Linked DNA regions of Sparus aurata: region 2 is linked to region 1. A link is a contact called in public Hi-C data. All regions are on one chromosome and are shown on one strand. The core of a region is the stretch at or near the end of the contact, and the rest is flanking DNA. Distances in the headings are between cores, read along the strand shown.

The links. Hi-C and Micro-C count contacts between places; a contact is called where the count stands out from the background.
Region 2: a contact with region 1 is called in a Hi-C map of an unstated tissue, with 10 times the contacts expected there. The contact joins the promoter of smg5 here to the promoter of rbm8a in region 1. A contact is called at or near these places in 2 of 2 Hi-C or Micro-C datasets (skeletal muscle and an unstated tissue).

The regions. Positions count from the first base shown.
Region 1 is chr17:31,164,331-31,168,695 of fSpaAur1.1, reverse strand. It overlaps rbm8a (RNA binding motif protein 8A), which reads left to right and starts at 2,014. Exons shown (of 6, transcript XM_030394981.1): 1 at 2,014-2,166; 2 at 2,737-2,796; 3 at 2,914-2,991; 4 at 3,727-3,863. The coding sequence starts at 2,100.
Region 2 is chr17:31,297,797-31,302,161 of fSpaAur1.1, reverse strand. smg5 (SMG5 nonsense mediated mRNA decay factor) reads left to right here and starts at 1,957. Exons shown (of 22, transcript XM_030393297.1): 1 at 1,957-2,407; 2 at 2,798-2,896. The coding sequence starts at 2,343.

The DNA of each region.
Region 1 (4,365 bases), core at 765-3,264:
AGCACCAACACTACAAGTAAACTGATCCCCTTCAATCAGGCCTGCTGTCGATTCAGTGCATACAAACACCTGAGAGGCCTCGCTAATGCCACCAAACATACTCCCCAAATCCTCAGCTGTTCCTTCATATCCAGTCTGGAAAAATGAGTCATGAGCAGTGGCGTGCGCAGACTTTTTGAAGGGCAGGGGCGAAAAAGAAGGGCACTGCATTTTGGCTCCCAAGAGGACACTTTAGCGCGCGTTTTGGCTCCCAAGAGGGCACTTTAGCGCGCGTTTTGGCTCCCAAGAGGGCACTTTAGCACGTGTTTTGGCTCCCAAGAGGGCAGTTTATCATGTTTTAACCAGCCAAGGGGGCAGTTTAGTGTGTTTTGCCAACCAAGAGGGCACTTTGGCATGCTTTTTTGGCTCTCAGGAGGGCACTTTAGCGCGCATTTTGGCTCTCAGGAGGGCACTTTAGCACGCGTTTTGGTTTTCAGGAGGGCACTTTAGCACGCGTTTTTCAACAATTGGGCCACGAGGGGGGGCGACTGCCCCCCCCCTTGTGCACATCACTGGTCATGAGGTATCATATTGACATCCCAACTCCATCCTGAAGAAGTATACTTAATGCCAACTCAGCAGAGAAAGCCCTCCCAGGTTTCCCCACATAAAGGTGTCGAGAAAAGTGCAGCGTAGACAAGAATAAGAGGTAAGAAGTGTGAACCGAGCTGAACCTGCTGATGTTTCTAGAATCTGCGTGACTTTTTTTTTTTTTTTTTTACTGCTCTCTACAATAATAAATAGGGACAATATCCAGCTCTGCCTGCAGTGTGTAGATCAGTCTTACAATATTATCTCTGTTTTCTTACTTTAGCATTTCCCAGCCTCTTATTTGGCTGCAGCTATCAGCCTCCCCCGTCAGTAACAGAGGATTTAACCCGCCTGTTCTGATTCCACATTTGGAGATAAAATTGGAAAGTGTGTCAGTTTTTCAAAAGGCTTTTTTTTTTTTTTCTGTTTAAGAGGGCCTGTCTGTTAGTCCTCTGTCATTTGATCCAACTCGCCAGCAGATGGTGATCAAGTGACAGTACTTCAGGCCTCATCACACTGATCAAGAGCCAGTGTGGATGTGTGAAAGCCCTCTGCTGGTCCTGTTAATTCATTTAACAAAATACACTTTAGATTCAGGATTCAAGTCTTTATTGACAACAGCAAAGCATCTCCCAGAGCTGCATGGTGCATTATTAAGATAACAATAGTAATAACGGAATAGAATAAAACGGTTGTCCAGAAAGGTTTCATCGACATCAGTGCAGATGCTCACAAATGTAACCATCTTCTCCCTCTGACGCCAAATAAACATCTTTAAAAAATCCCAAAATAAAGTCGAAACTATGGTTTTGCATACGGTATAATCAAAAGTCTCTCCTGCCAGTGATGGCATGTAACTAAGAACATTTACTTAAGTATAGTTCTAGAGTACAATCTTTGACATACTTGTATTAACTTGAGTATTTCCATTTTCTGCTATTTTCTTCTTCTACTCCACTTTATTTTGGAGGCACCTTTTACTCACTAGTTATTCTACAACTTTAAATGTTAGTTAATTTGCAGATTGCATGCTGTATCAGACCTAAAGCTGTGATTTTTAAAAGATAATTTGTCAATTAGACAAAAACAAAACAAACAGCGAGTCCAATAATCTGAAAAATGCTGAATATCAGGTTCAGCATTTGCATACAGTGCATGTTAATATATGTATATGTAACTTTAACTTGTACATGTAATACTTAAGCACATTTGTTGCCAGAAAAATAACTTTTAACACACTGTCTCAAGCAGGGAACCACAATTCACTCACCCCAAAAACACCTCAAAGTGCACAATTACGGGTTGTTTGGGAAACACCATTCTTTATAAATACCTCTAAATGTATTCAGCTTGTGTTGTTTGGGAGAAACTGGTGCAAAGGATAAATGAGATGTACTGTAGTTTGCTGTCCAGTCCAGTAAATTTACTGTGCTTACTTACTTTTACGCCACCTGGCAACCCCCGCCAGCCTGCTGTCTCTTTCTGCGCACGCACTTTGCGTCGGTCAGCAGCGAACACACACAGACATCATGGCGGACGTGCTGGATCTTCATGAGGCGGGAGGAGAGGACTTTCCTATGGATGAGGATGGTGATGGTAAATTTAATACTTGCAAAAATCGATAGCAGATGCTCAATAACATTGGCTTTCCAATGATGTGAAATATTGAGGTCTAACTTTATGCGAAAAAGGTCGAAAATGCTTCAAACGCTGACTGCGTGGTAGCAGGCCTGAGAAGTGCTAACAAGCTAATATTAAGCTAACAACGCACCAGTGGCTCATTCAAATGCTGCTCGTGAGATAATGCTTACTTGTTCGTGGTTATTATAATTTCTTAATGTAGTTCGACTTTCAGGGTCGTAAAAGTTAATTGGCAACAATTACCTAGCTTAGCATCATGCCGGTAGTTAGCTTGTTATTAGCCACGACTAGCATGCCTTTGAGTTTTCTTCATAGCTATCAGCTAGCTTACAGTAAGATGGGCTAATAGGCACATAATTTACAATCGGAATATCAAGAGGATATAATTAAGAGCATCTTTTATTTAATAATTAACTACAAAAGCTCTTACCAGAGTTCAAATGCATGAAAACGGAGCAGCGTTAGTTAGCTAGCCAGTTTCTGAGCATGCATATATCCTGACTTGTTTAACTTCTCCGTCTTCAGAAAGCATCCACAAGTTGAAGGAGAAGGCCAAGAAAAGGAAAGGACGAGGCTTTGGCTCAGGTGAGTAACCACTGTTGTGACAGTTGTTCATGTAACTTAATCCTCTCAAAGTTTTTTAATACAGTGTGTTAGCAGCAGTCAGGAGTTGTAAGTACATTCCTGTGTTGCTGTTTGCAGAGGAAGGAGCCCGGTCTAGAATCAAGGAGGACTATGATACCGTGGAGCAGGACGGGGACGAGCCAGGCCCTCAGAGATGTAAGTGTTGATGTCCAGCTTTAATGTAAACTAATAAACTAAAGTCTAAACTTTGCCAAGAGAAGTGCCTCTGCGATGTATCAAGTTCCTACCCTCTCTGTTGGTTATGAATACAGTTAACTCACAACAGCTTGTGTCACCAGTTATTACCTTTTTTTTTCCAGTTCCAATCACATCCTATTTGGCAGCAACCTTTTAAAAAACTTGCATGCACATGTGGTCCAATCTAGACAAAAATTATTCTGTCCACTGTGCAATACAAAAATAAAAACTATACCTGTCTACCAAGTGGTGCAGTTGGAAACCAACTTTATCGGTTACATTTGTCTGTATTCATGTTGCTTTCTTTTACTTTTCCCTTTTTGTGTTGTACAAATCAAGCATGGACATGCATTATATGTATAGAAAGAGAACAGCCTGATAAACATGTGTTTTTTTAAAATGTGTGTGCAGTGGATGTGAACGTTTTTATCCAGATTTTAAGTTAAGTTCTTTTTATTTTAAGGAAATGACTTTTAGAAAAATGCAAGTGTAGCTCTGTGTCTCAAATAAACAGTTGATGCGTAAGCAAGTTAAATGAGGATCTCACATAGGTTAGACTGGTGTCTATTTGTACATCTAGCAAGGATTAGGAGCGTGAGTAATCATGACTCCGCCATACGTATTAATTTACATTGTTGAAAGTGCTTCTGATATGACTTTCTGATCCTGACACCTTTTCTTGTCATGTTGCAGCTGTGGAGGGCTGGATCCTGTTTGTGACAGGTGTACATGAGGAGGCCACAGAGGAAGACATCCATGACAAGTTTTCAGAGTTTGGAGAAATCAAGAACCTGCATCTCAACCTTGATCGCAGAACAGGCTACCTCAAGGTGAGACAAATACACACGCAGCATCAGCAGTTTGTTTGTTTCAGTGTGGCTTTCAGTTCATGGAAGGGTTTTTCGCAGTAAGTCGATACGGTGGAGAAAAAAGAAACATTCGTGTTTTGTTCCCCTAAAAAAATAAATGCCCTACACCACCATTTATGGTGTCACCACAAAGCCATGTATGTCAATCTCAAAACCAAATGTCTGTTTTTATGCTTTAGCTGCAAATTCTCTGAAAGACGCTCCAAAAGTCATGTTGACTCAACTGGAAAATGTGATATCTTCCCTAGTTTCTCTCTGTTGCTTTAGTGATATTGTTTCCAGATGGAGGCGAGGGTGAAACTGTATATATTATATAATGTAACTAGTACAAAACATCACATTACAATGACAAATGGTCTGCTTTTTTCCTTATTCTTGAAAATCCATTTGTGTGTATAAAACCAGACCTCTTTTGAGTTCTACATACAGCAGATAGTATCTTTAGTATCTTCTCTGTTTCCCT
Region 2 (4,365 bases), core at 708-3,207, 130 kb before region 1:
TCAGCTAGGTCACAGACATTTTTCCAGGGACTCATGACTGTGATTCTTCTGTCGGTGAGCAGAGCAGATCATTTTCTTTATGCTCTCCACCAGCCGAGGTGCTGAGAATGTGGATGGCAGGCAGGATCTGGGAACCAGGGACTCGCCTGAATATAGCAAGCTTGTAATTATCCTCATCCTCCTACACTTAATCGCCTGCAGTTCCTTAGTGGGTTGGCAACTTCTGAGTTTGGACAGAGCATTGTGCAAAAGAATTAGCACAGTGGAGGAGCCACAGACGGTTCACGCTGTGTAAACAGAACAAAGAGAGCTGAGAGATCCACCTGAACCTGCTGCAGACCCAAGAATCAAATACATTCATGTCATTGTTCTGCCAGGTTTACGAGCTGAAAATTATTCATACCACAATGAAATTACCAATTCTAATTTGTCATTTTCCATTATATATCAAATTGCATCATTCCTCAAATGTTCTTCCTGGAATAAACATTAGTAAATTCTAACATAATTCCAATTAAATACTGGATAAAACTGCCCTTTTCTCCATAACTGAATAAAACATTAGATTTAGGAAGCAAGCCTCTCACAAAATGTCATTCCTCTGTGACTTCTATGTTGCATTTAGAGGGACATAGAATAATCTGTGATCTTTATGGACCTCTGTTGGCAACCAGGAGGAATTACAACAACAGAGTTAATAGTAGCTATGGTTACTGTAGCAAAGGCCTATAACCATGCATCCTTTATTATTTGCTTATATTTCAGAACAATTTCAAAGTTCACATTCAACTTTTTCTATGTCTCGTAGCTCAATGAACCCTCCTGGACTGTACAGTCAGACACCTCTGGTACAGTTCCTATCAGACACCTTGCAGCAGTTTTAAGTCGGTTTTTCAATCAGTTAATACATATTCTTAAAAGTAAAAATAAGTCTGCCATTTAGAAACAGTATTGTCATCAACCCCGCATGTTTTGTATGGAAAAAAGACAAGGAAAGCATGCAAATGAGGCTTACTATGCTGGGATGAGGTCACCAAATTATCCTAATAAGGATGATAAAAGGTGGCGGTTGTCCAGTAGAAGCATTTAGATCCTTAACAAAACTCTGCAGAATATTGATGGAAATATCTGATAAGAGCTCTAGTGAGACGAAATAAGTTTGTGGGATTTAATAGATTTTTGATCTGACTGTATGATTTTTAAAGTCATAATCTGATCCCATGAACATTCACCTGATTAAATCATTTGCAGGTTTGTTACTGAGAAGTGATCTAAACAACATGTTGCAGATGCAGAGTGAGTGGTGGGAGATTATAATAATGAACGGGGGACATGATAAACACAGCCTACTTTAAGGGCAGAGAATACAGAGAATTTTATAATATTTATAAATAAATTTTACATAATTGACTTGTATATACTGTGTTCTGAACGATTATCGGGTCCAATATTCAGTATTTTTCAGATTAGTGGAATCAGCATTTATTTATTTATTTAAACCTGATTTAGCCTATAAATGAAATTAGTTTGAATTATATAAGACCAAAAACTACAAAAAAACAAAGAATGGCTCATTGTGTAATCTGCAAGTAAGTAACTAAATATTAAAAATATTAAACAAATATAGTGGAGTAAAAAGTACCATATGTGTCTCCAAAATGTAGTAGAGTAGAAGTTTAATATTGCAGAAAATGGAAATATTTAAGTACCTCGAAATTGAACAATTCAGTAGGTCTGCTTGAGTAAATGTACTTAGTTACATTCTATTACTACCTGTCACACAAACAATAGAGTACCGTTATTTCAGTGTGTGTTAAATGTCTAAACAGTCTATTTTCTTCTAGTTTCTCATTTGCAGGTCCAGGGATAATGAATGTTTTCATAAAGATTTTCGCAAATGAGGGATTTGTACACGACCTGGCAACCCATGGTTCCGTCTGTGGGTACGGTCCGTATTCTCGCGATATTCAGGCGGTCACTGCCTGATAGGAATAATGGCCGCCTTCGTAGCGATGGCTGGAACGGGGAACAACACAAGAAGCATATCAGAGCGTTTTAGCTGACCAGGAAGAGCATAAATTACAGGGCACCCCCTCCTACCCGGTTTTCAGAACGGATGGGTAGAGGGGGTCTTGCCAAAGGACACAAGAAACGAAAGAGATTCGGAGGGAAAGGGAGGAAAGCTAACACTATCTTGATAGCTAGCGCTAGCTGGCTATCAACACGGTTGTCACTGCCGGGGAACAAACCCGAGTAGCCCTGACAACTGTGTGTCGGGAGGGTTGAAGGAAACGGCGACTGGACGCCGGAGCGTGGGATCAAACGACTGGCATCTCGCTAATATGAGTGGACCGGGGCAGGACAGCGAGCCAGAGGCGAAAGTCCTTCTCATCAAGCGGCTTTACAGGTAACTTGGCGAGGCCGTTTTACGTAGCTAACCAAGGTGCTAATTGGACGTTGTTGTGCTGGCTAACGTAGCGCTAGCTAATCAATGTTTGCTAACACAAGAAAGGGTCCATCTATTCTTCCACTCAGCAGCCTGTCACGACAATAAAAAGCCCGACATTGCTGCATACTTTGTCAGTGTAACATCAGATACATCTTGCTATCAGTTGGTGTAGCTCGTGTTAGCTTGTGAAATCATGATTTAGCTGCATTTGTCATTAGCGCCCTCGTTACAGTGAAATGAAACAGGAAGGATTTTGGTGGCTAGCACAGCATTTGTTCCTGACACCCCCCCCGCAATCGTCAAGACCAGTCATCGTGCTAATGCTTTGTGTTGTCAAACGCTACACAGGGCTGTGGTGGAGTCTGTGCACAAGCTGGATGTCATCATCGGCAGCAAAGCATCCTACAGGGAGGTCTTCAAGCCGGAGAACATCAGCCTTCGCAACAAGTATGTCCAGCTGTCTCAGAAGTGTGTGTGTGCGTGTGCGTGTGTGTGCGTGTGTGTGTGTGTGGGGAGGCAGGAGTGTAATTCAAACCTCACATGCTACATGTAACCTGAGTGTTATAGGAGCAGCTGTTCTGAACATAATATGAATGTTAATCAGTCATCTCAAGTTCATTCAGCTGACAATCTCACTATCATCCTACATGTGTTCATACCGCGGCATCTCTGTGAGCTTATAGACTATATTTCAGACCTGTTACCAAATTCTATTTAATAGTCACTTGATGATATCTCTAAGAAACTGCAGTTTCTGTGAAGAGGACTGACATTGTTATGCTCACACTGGTTACAAATTAACCACAAAGAGGAAGTTTGAGGGTAACGTGAGAAAGATACTTGACCATGAGTCTGAACAGACACGATACTAGAGACAGAGGAGAGACTGCCGCTGGAGCTTTGTCAACCAACATCCATCTCAAGTAATTTTCTAATTAATTGATGAATACTTTGGTAAGCGGTGACATGTGTCAGTATTTTTTCAATTAAAGATGTCAAACTATAACTTCTAACTGTAAATATTTACCACTTTCCCGTGTGACATACACTGATTATCTCCGAGTTTTGGACTGTTGGTCTGACAAACATTGACATTTACAAGTTACCTTTGACGTTTCAAGGAAATTTAAATGGGATTTTTTTTGCTGGACATTTAGTTGACCAAGCGAGTTATCTGTTAATCAAGGCAGTGATTGTCTGATGAATTAATAATGAGAACGATCATGTGTTGCATGTTTATTGACACTGCAGTACACGTGCATCTGCATCCCTGATCCCCTCTGGAAGTTTCAAAGTCATTATATTCCATTGTTGAGATTACAGGCTGACTTTACACCAAAATATCCACTTGTGTAAGAGCTGTAGTTGTAGATTATACTCATCTTGTAAAAGGGATAATTTTGCACCTCAGTGCGAGGTGAGGCTTATGTTATTGTTGAGTGTGATATTATCCTCTTTGGCATTGAAAAATAGATGAACCACGCAGAGAAGCTGCTCTTCAAAGAACAGATAATGAGAAATACTGCATGTACTTGCATAACTGCATTAACATAATCTTGTCACTGGCTGCACACAAAGTGTGGACTGAGATTTCACAATATTCTGATCAACAACTCTTGATTCTGAGTCATTTTACACGGACAGCGTGAGTCACAGAAGGGAAATGCAAGCTTATTAGTGATGCCACAACATTTCTTTTTGTTGGATTGTACAAGAATCATCAGTTGCCAACAAATGATTGTTTTCACTTTGATTAATCTGCGGATTATTTGTTCAATCTTAAAAGAAAAATGCCCACCGTTTGTATCCTGGTATGTGTTTCTGTTCTGCATAGCCCAGATTGTTCACATGAAACTAGGTTGACTCATTAGTCCACTTGTCAAACCGGTGACCCAACTACCTCCTTAACTTGTGCG